2 separate regions of the Rattus norvegicus genome follow, and region 2 is linked to region 1. Evidence: chromatin contacts called from public Hi-C data. All regions are on one chromosome and are shown on one strand. Each heading gives the region's core, a stretch centred on a gene start, on an enhancer-like site or on the middle of the called end of the contact. The rest is flanking DNA. Distances are from core to core; before and after follow the strand shown.

Region 1 (4,199 bases), core at 760-3,259:
GGGAAAATGTATCAACACTGGAAGGATGCCTCAGAGGTCAGGCTGGAGCTGCACCTGGTACGGTATCAAGGGACAGAGTTTATAGATGGCACATCAACCATTCAGAGAATTGGTGGGTGAATCTGCACTGGGCAATCACACCCAAAATTCTTTTAAGTCTCATCAAGGTTGGATGCATGGGTATACCACCATGATTTTCCCTAGGCTGTGCTCCCCCACAACCCCCCTGACCCTGGGCTGTTGGATGTGGCTTGTTTATTTGTCTGATATGATGGATGGAATCCAGAACCCGGCAAAGCTACACAAATACAGAGCTGCAACCCCAGTCCCTCAAGGGCATCCTTTTTAAACTTCTACCTCACGCTACCCTCTTAACTGGTTCATACATAGACTGACCACTCTAGGGAGAGTCAGTCACATAAACCACAAAGTGAGTAGCAGATGGGAGTGGTGCCCTATGCAATCTGTGCCACCACAGGCCACGGCCCTGCTTGACCCAGACATATAAGTCAATTAAATGGTGGGGACTATCCCCAGCAATGTGCAACAAATACACAACTTACAAGGACAGGTGCCTGGCAGGGGAAATTTAAAGGGGACTAAGATCAGAAACCACAGAGAACCACTGGATGTTTTCTGCACATGGGCTGTAGCTGGAGGATTTTGTCTAGGTGAGTTCTTGGAGGGAATCATTGCCAGAAAACCCCTCAGAGGTGAAGTATCTTAGTAGCAGACAGAAAGGCTAGTTTGCAGGCAGCCAGGACTCATGGGGGCTGGGACAGTAATGTCCTAATGCCAGCAGAAGGGGAGTGGTGGAGGGAGGTCTCCACTGGGACCCCCACAGCATCAGAAGTGCAGTAATTTAGCCTCTGTGCAGCTGAGGCCTGGCTGGGATAGACAACACATACTATGTGCTCTGAGAAAGCTTGAGATTTATCTTCTGCAGGGGCTTGGAAGGGAACCAGGGCTGGGTCTGGAATCCTGCTTGTCCTAGATGACACTGGTCACAGGGATCCAAGCATATAACCACACTAGGGGATCTGCCTTCCTGAACCAAAGCAGGCATTAAATAAATACATCAAGTGACTGGTTAAGATCACCCTGTGTATCTACGTGAAGATGGTGTCTGTGTAAGGAGTGAATGGAAAATGGAGAGAGGAGGGGGAAGCTCAGGAAAGATTCCTTGGGTGGGTGAGGGGATACCGGGCCAAACCACTGAGAGGCACCAAGGATTTCCAGAGGGTAAAAGAGAAAGAGCCAGTAACAAGGGAAGTAACAGGTAGAAAAGTTGGAAAAGCTGGGCTCTCGGGTCTTTGTGTATTAATCAGAGGCTAGCCAGCTTCAGGAGACGCTGGAAGGCAACACTGAGGCTGATTTGGCTAGATGGCAGGGATGGTACAAGACTGTCACAGTAACGCTGGGCAACCCAGTGACCTTCGTGGAAGATAGTTGGATTCTCTTGCTTCCCTGGAAAAGCAACTCAGCATGGGCTAGCGAGTGAAGAACGATCCCGACCGGCCTCAGCTATGGCGGGACACAGCAAAGGCTCACATTTCCGCCCAGCCGGGCACGCGGGTTGGGGCCGCCCGCACCTTCCGGGGCCGGGAGTTCAAGGTGAGCCCGGCTCCCGGTGGCCAACAGGTAGAGAGCGCTGTGGTGGAACCGGCCACGAGCCACTCCCCCGGCACACGTGAGAACCCGGCTCGGTCAGGCCGGGCGGCTCCGGATACCCAGAGCGCGGGCCCAGGAGGATGTGCACCGGGCTCCGATCGGCCCCACACCGCTCCCTTCCCGGCCGGCGGCCCGGCGCTCGGGATCCCGGTCTCCCGGGAGCCGCCCCGGGCACCTCGGGTGCCCCAGGCTCCAAGCGGCAGCCGCGCCCCCCCGGGACCCAGCGCCCCGCCGCGCCCCACGCGCACTCACCCAGCGATAGGAGCGCCAGCAGCAGCGGCCTCGGCGCCGGGCGCCCCATGCTCGGCCGGCGGGAGCGACTCTCCGCCTCCTCCTCCTTCCCCGCCGCCGCTCCTCCTCCTCCTCCTCCAGCTCCGGCTGCTCCAGAGTCGGCTGCTCCGCCGGGCCGCGCGCCTGCTCCGCTCTCCCCGCCGGCCGAGCGAGCCCAGCGCCGGCGCGGACGTGCGCACCTGGCTCCTCGCGGCCCTCCGCCTCCTCCTCTCCCGCCCTCCGCCAGCCGCCGGGCCCCGGAGCCGGCCTCGTCGATCCCAGGGCGCAGCAGCCCGGACCGCCTTCCGAAAGCAAAAGGGAAGAGCCTTAGCGTCCGCCCGCCCGCGCCTCCCACCCGGCGCTGTGCCAGCAACAAACACAAACTTTCCCAAGCCCCTCCCCGCTCCAGGTAACGGAGGAGGCGCCGGGGCCACCGGCTTAAAGGGGAGGAGACGCCCGAGCCCACCCAGCCTTCCCCTCGGGCCCCCACCCTTCGAGAAACTTTCCTCCGACCTTTAAAAGTTGGCCTGGAAGACTTGTCTGGAAACCTCATCGTTTGGGCCCTATCCCGGGACGCCCGACATTCCTTCGCGGTGGAATCCCCACGAGTGTCTCACAGCCAGCAACCCACATGTACACCCTCTGGTCTCCAGCTAAGCATGCCACCAGCCACCTGCTTAGCCCTTGCTAAAAATAATTCCACAGATAGGATTGAAAGAGCTTCAAAGGCAGTGAATTCCCACCCCCTCATGGTCCAGAGGCCTGATGTGTGCTTGGGAGAGTTGGCCAGGGACTCTCAGCCAACCATCAGAACCAACAAGGCTCTAACCCACCACCCTGTAGTTGGGTGGGCCTGCCTCCCTCCTGGCCCACCTCCCTCCTCTCCAGGGTCCCTGTGGTACTAATTAGAACAACTTCCAACGAAGGTACCCATAAAAAAGAAAAGAAAACCCACACCATCTATTAATAGCTGTAGTGCTTCAAATGGTATGTCTGCCGCCTGAGACTATATTCATTGCTTAAAGTGGACACGACTGGGTTTCCATTAAAGACTCTTTTTTCTCCCACAATAGAGTTTTGTGCTTTGGATTTGAATACAAAAGACCTCACAGCTCTGGGGGGGAAATCAGTGTTCCTTGTTTAAAGCTTGACAAGGATGATTCAGACACTCAAAAAAGGCTCTCTGGTATCCAGTGACCCCTTCCCTTCCCCCGGCCTTCATTAATATATGTGAAACAAATTACAGATGTTCCTGGGAAAACTGCCCTCTTCGGTGCAGAACATCAAGCTTGCTCTGACTTCTGCACGCGTTTCTCATTTCTGCTAACTGACATGTGACTGACTGGCCAGGTGTGAAACCTTCCGAAAAGAGACTCTTAAAAATTTATTTCCAGTCAGGCATGACGACCTCCACTGCACTCTGTACAGAAAGGCAGGATCCGTTCAAGGTCATCCTTGGCTTCAAACAGAGATCAAGGCCAGCTTGGGCTTCATGAGACCCTGTTTCAAAAGACCAAAATAAATAAATTCCTGGCGGCTCAACAATGGACATTTACTCACGGTCACAGAGTGGCAACAGTTAAACAGTTCAGATGGTATGGTAACTTTGGTGTTGAATATATTTCACCTCAAGAATTTTTTTTCTTTTAATTTCCATCTTGCCATCAAGCCTTTCACAGAGTTTCCCCCACCCCCACCCATGCCCCTGTTGTTTCTTTTCCCAGAATTTCTGTAGGAAGTTTAATTTTCTTTTGTTTCTCTCCATTCTATCAAGCCTGAATATAAGCCCAATGTTAAGTTCTGAAATATGCTGGAACTACAGGAAAACATAAGGCCTGGCTCTTCCAGAAGCTCAGATTTCAGCTCATCAATCTTTCTGCTTTCTTACCACCCAGAATGCTTAACGTCTGGGCTGCACATTTTGGCACTTGATCACAGTCAGCTCAGCACACTATGTATATACTGCTTCCACCTCTGTCTAATAACTGGAGGACCTAAGAGGCTGACACGTTGTCATCTTGCTTCCCCGCATCTGGAGAGGAGTTCTGGACCCTTTGTTTAACAAACAAAATCTGGACCTTAGAAAGCCCTCCACTTGCTGTCAGAGAAGAGACTCTGAGCTAGACCGTGGAACCGAGGCCATGAGTCAGTTGCTGCCACGGGAATGCTTTGAGCCTACAGAGTGATTTAGTGGGTGTGGCAGCAGGTGCAAAGTCCAGTCACGACCCACCCAGGAAGCGGTCACTTCCCCAGTGCTT
Region 2 (4,199 bases), core at 523-3,022, 34 kb after region 1:
CGAGCGCAAGGCCCTGGGTTCGGTCCCCAGCTCCGAAAAAAAGAAAAGGAAAAAAAAATACATAAAAAATAAAAATGAAAACAAACAGATTAAAAGTAAGATTTGAGCACTTTGACTCAGTTTGATCCACTTTGCCTGCCCAGATCTGAGTGTGAGATTGGGAGAGATGGACTGTCTTCATCAAGATCCCATCTGATCCAGACATATACAGGATCTTGAGGTTTTCCATGAGATTGACCCCAGCTGAGACTAGGGCCCCGTTCATGGTCCTATAGTCTGAAGGACCCCAATCCAAGGCTAGGAAAGTGCTGTAGAAAGAGAAGTCCCCACTGACCACCCAGAAGCACCACTGTCTTCTGCATTGTCCACTCACTTCACAACAACCTGTCCCAAACAGGTTCACAACTTCACTGTCCCAAACAACCCTTGGCAAGTGGACAATGTCAGTCCCTCTGGTTACAAAGAACATTTGGATCATGTACCTGAGTCCTGCTGATTTAGGGAACCCTGGCACTTTGAGCTCAGGGCGTCATTACCATGTTCAGTGTGGCCTCTGTAGGGTGGATGCTCCCCCTGGGACTGGTGTGTCCGCCCTTTCTAGCATATTGGCAGTGGTGTGAGGGTTATTCCATCCATGCCTTTGTCCCCTCCAAGTCCTCAGCAACGAGCAGCATCTATTAAGTCCTTCCAGCTCCTGTACCGCTAACTGTCCAGCCAACCTTGACTGTAGGCCAAAGGTTATCCAATCCCCCAGAACGCATGGGTTGAATGGCCCTCCCCAGCCTGTAAAGAAACCCAGAAAAAGAATAAAAAGAGGAGCAGAGGGTTTGCTTTTGTTGCTTTTTAAGTGGTGACAAGCCAGACATCATCTAAGAGTCCAAAATAAGAGCCTTGGCTGAGTCAGTTTCAGTACCACGAACTCGAAGGAACGAGTGTGGTACAGCAATTAAAAAATAACCTTGTGAAATTGTGCTTAAAGCACCCTGTTACAAAACCAGTGGAAAGAGAGTAGAGAATTTTACTTCACTGTGTGAAACAGGAGCACCCAGGCAAGCCAGGCAAGGGAGGGTCAATGGGTGATTCGGGATGGTTGGATTAGCAGTGACTTCTTTTTCTCATTTAAACACTAACGTTTAATGATGTTATTTACACAATGATTATGTGATGAATTCTTCTCTTTTTTGGTCTTATAAGATTCCTCAGCACTTTGGGGGCGGGGTGTGAAGATGATCTGAAGGCTAGAGATTTATTGCCAATGGATTGACAGCTCTCTCTTGCTGTCCCCCTCCCCAACCTGCTTTCTCAGACCGCATGTGTGCCCTGGGTTCAAACTGGGTTGAAACCTTAGTCTTCCTCTTACCTTGCCTGTCAAACACAGATGAGAATGGTATCTGTTTCTGTCTTTGTAAGTCACCTTTAGTCACATGCAGGGAAGCTCCTGGCCCGGAGTGAGTGCTCAGTAAATATTAGTTCTCATAATTTGATTGCAAGTAAGCACTGTACTCCAAGCCACATCACCCTGGGTAAAACCAGAGGTCACTGGACTCTCCCTGGCCCAAGAGGGACCAATGCTTCTGGGTCTTTCATGATTTTTCTTTCCTATAAGTCTTCACAGGTATTTAGCAAGCCCGGGGCTCTTGCTGCCTCAGCTGGCTGGCAAGAAGGGAGGCCCCACTGGCCCCAGTGGGTGAGCTGGTATCCAGTCCAAGGATGTGGAGATTTCTGCTGCTGCAGCTGCAAGGCTGGCAGCGGAGGTGGACGCTACTGCAGATGCCACAGCTGGCTCTGCCCAGAGCTCAGAGTCACATGCCCGCTGCCCTGTGCCAACTACTCCATCCTGCGTGAGATCACAGCTTTTGACTTTCCGTGTGCACACAGCTGGCTGGGCACATTCTAGCAGGACAGAGGACAAGACCTAGCCACTCTCTCTTCTCACTGTGGCTCTTCTCAGCTCTGAAACACGCCAGCTTGTGTGCTGTGTGTAACTAACCCTTCCTTCTATCCCCAGTCGAGCCCACAGACTTCCTGCACTGCCTTCTGTTTGTCCCACGGACAAGTCCAGACCTGACCGAATGCTATGTGAGGGCAGTTTTGCTCTTGGGGGGACTCATAGAAGATGAAGTCAGACCTGTAGCCAACTTGTAGAAAATGTTTGAATGCAGGGATCAGGACCAGGAGACCACAGAGACAAGGGCAGGGTTGTTCAGAGTAGAGGGAGAGGGTTGTGCTGGGCAAGGAAGAGGGAGGCTGAGCTGCTGCTGCCTGGATGCTGAGGAAGGTGATGGAGAAAGGGAGGGGGAGGTAAGGCAGTTCCTGGAGACCTAAAGAAAGGACCCCAGCAGATGCTACCCTGCAGCTCTTTTGCCTAAATCAGCTTCCACCTCCCAGGGTATCTGCCCTGTGTGCTCTCTTACACTTAATATAAATACAAAGTGTTTAAGGTTGGAAGTGGGGGGGTTTCCTAATTGCAATGGACTCAACTCATGCCAGACACAGATGTATTTTCTCAAATGATGCTTCCTCTTCCTTCACCCAAGTGTCATAGGAAATGGGGACAGCATTCATTAATAACAGAAGGAGGGTCTGAGGAAAACTAGATGCTGTGTAAAGAGAAGAAGCTGCAAACTAAGAAGCCCTGGTGGAAATGAAGTGCTCAACCAGTCCTGCATCCATTAAAGTAATAACATCATCGAATGGCGGGTTTATCACTCCCTTGCAGCCCCTCAGCCTGGAAGCTGCGGCTCTTTTTAAAAATGAGAAAGGAGTTGCATGCTGCTCCTCCAGTGTGGAAGAGCAGGTCTCCCTGTGCCTCCTCCCAAACGCTTTCCTCCCCAGCCTTGGACTTCTCCCAGCCTCTAGGACCATCGCTAAAATTCATTTCACTCTTTAATTAGATTTCATGGAGTAAGGGATTGGGAGGGGTGCTGGGAAAGGCGTGCATATGCCCTCTTTTCCTGGAGAAGGGTAATGCTGCTGATAGGGGAGGTGGGACAATGGTTGCTATGGAGACATATTCCCAGACATACAGACACACTCATTTTAATGCCTTTTTTTTTCCAAGCAGGGGAAGGATCCAGTGCCCTATTTTTAGTGTCAGATTTCAGCAAAACAATTCACTTTCGTTTCCTCTCTCTCTCTCTCTCTCCCTCTCCCTCTCCCTCTCTCTCTCTCTCTCTCTCTCTCTCTCTCTCTCTCTCTCTCTCTGCTGGCTTTTTAAGTAGGTCACCCCTTCTGACTGTATTGAGAGCTCAGATCTGTCTTGCTTGAGTAATGCAAGGTTCCATGGAAGATTTTACTGATAGAGGGGAGGATCTCACACTTGCCTTGATGCAGCTTTCTTTCGTCTCAGTTTGACAGGCATTAGGACAGGCGGGATGAGTAGCTGTAGGTAAATTTACATTTTAAAGATGGGTGCAAGATGTCGAGGTTCTGATAATAAGGAGGGGAGGTATAAAAATTACAAATGACAAATGTGTCTGCTCTTCCATTATCAGCTTATCACTGGTGATCACAAAAGATACTCCTTGCTTGTTAATACTACACAGCCCATTGGGAGAGAAATAAGTCCTGGCTGGGAACTGTCCGATTTGAATTTTTGATCTTTGTCCCAGATCAACCGGGTATGACGGAATATGTGAATCAGAAATTGGGGGTTTTATTTCTGTCCCAATCTGAGTTGCAATTCTTGACTGTTTCCGTCTGATATTTTTTCCCCTTTGTGATCTTTGCCAAATCTCACATCCCTCTGTGATGAGAATACCCCCATTGGCTGGGATAAGCACTGGCTGTTCCCTTAGCAGAACTAGCCCAAGGCAGGCTGTGAATTGGGCAAATGTCTGTTCTCAGGAGCCCCAGGCGCACACGCACCCTCACCTCCTATTCCCACAAGGGCCAGTTTCTCTTTTCAAAATGGTGACAGTCCAGACTAATTAGGGCTCTCTTCACTGGGAGCCCCATGTATATTAACTGGAGCCTTTGGGTAGTTCTTTCCACACCGTCAGAGACTTCTGGATTCTCTTTCATAACATAGAGTAAGGAACTCCCCATGGATATAACCAAAAGGGTATCCCATGGTCCTTTAAAAAATAATAGCCTTGGGGTTGGGGATTTAGCTCAGTGGTAGAGCGCTTGCCTAGCAAGCGCAAGGCCCTGAGTTCGGTCCCCAGCTCCTAAAAAAAAAAGAAAAAAGAAAAAAAAAT

The links. Hi-C and Micro-C count contacts between places; a contact is called where the count stands out from the background.
Region 2: a contact with region 1 is called in a Hi-C map of frontal cortex, with 2.0 times the contacts expected there. The contact joins the enhancer-like site here to the promoter of Ptgfrn in region 1.

The regions. Positions count from the first base shown.
Region 1 is chr2:191,231,423-191,235,621 of GRCr8, forward strand. It overlaps Ptgfrn (prostaglandin F2 receptor inhibitor), which reads right to left and starts at 2,010. Exons shown (of 9, transcript NM_019243.2): 1 at 1,924-2,010. The coding sequence starts at 1,972.
Region 2 is chr2:191,265,894-191,270,092 of GRCr8, forward strand. No RefSeq gene overlaps it. Among named protein-coding and RNA genes, the nearest start is that of Ptgfrn, 35 kb to the left of the region's middle. Within about 2 kb of position 1,773, at least 36 of the 93 cell types and tissues checked have an H3K27ac peak or open chromatin away from gene starts, as enhancers often do.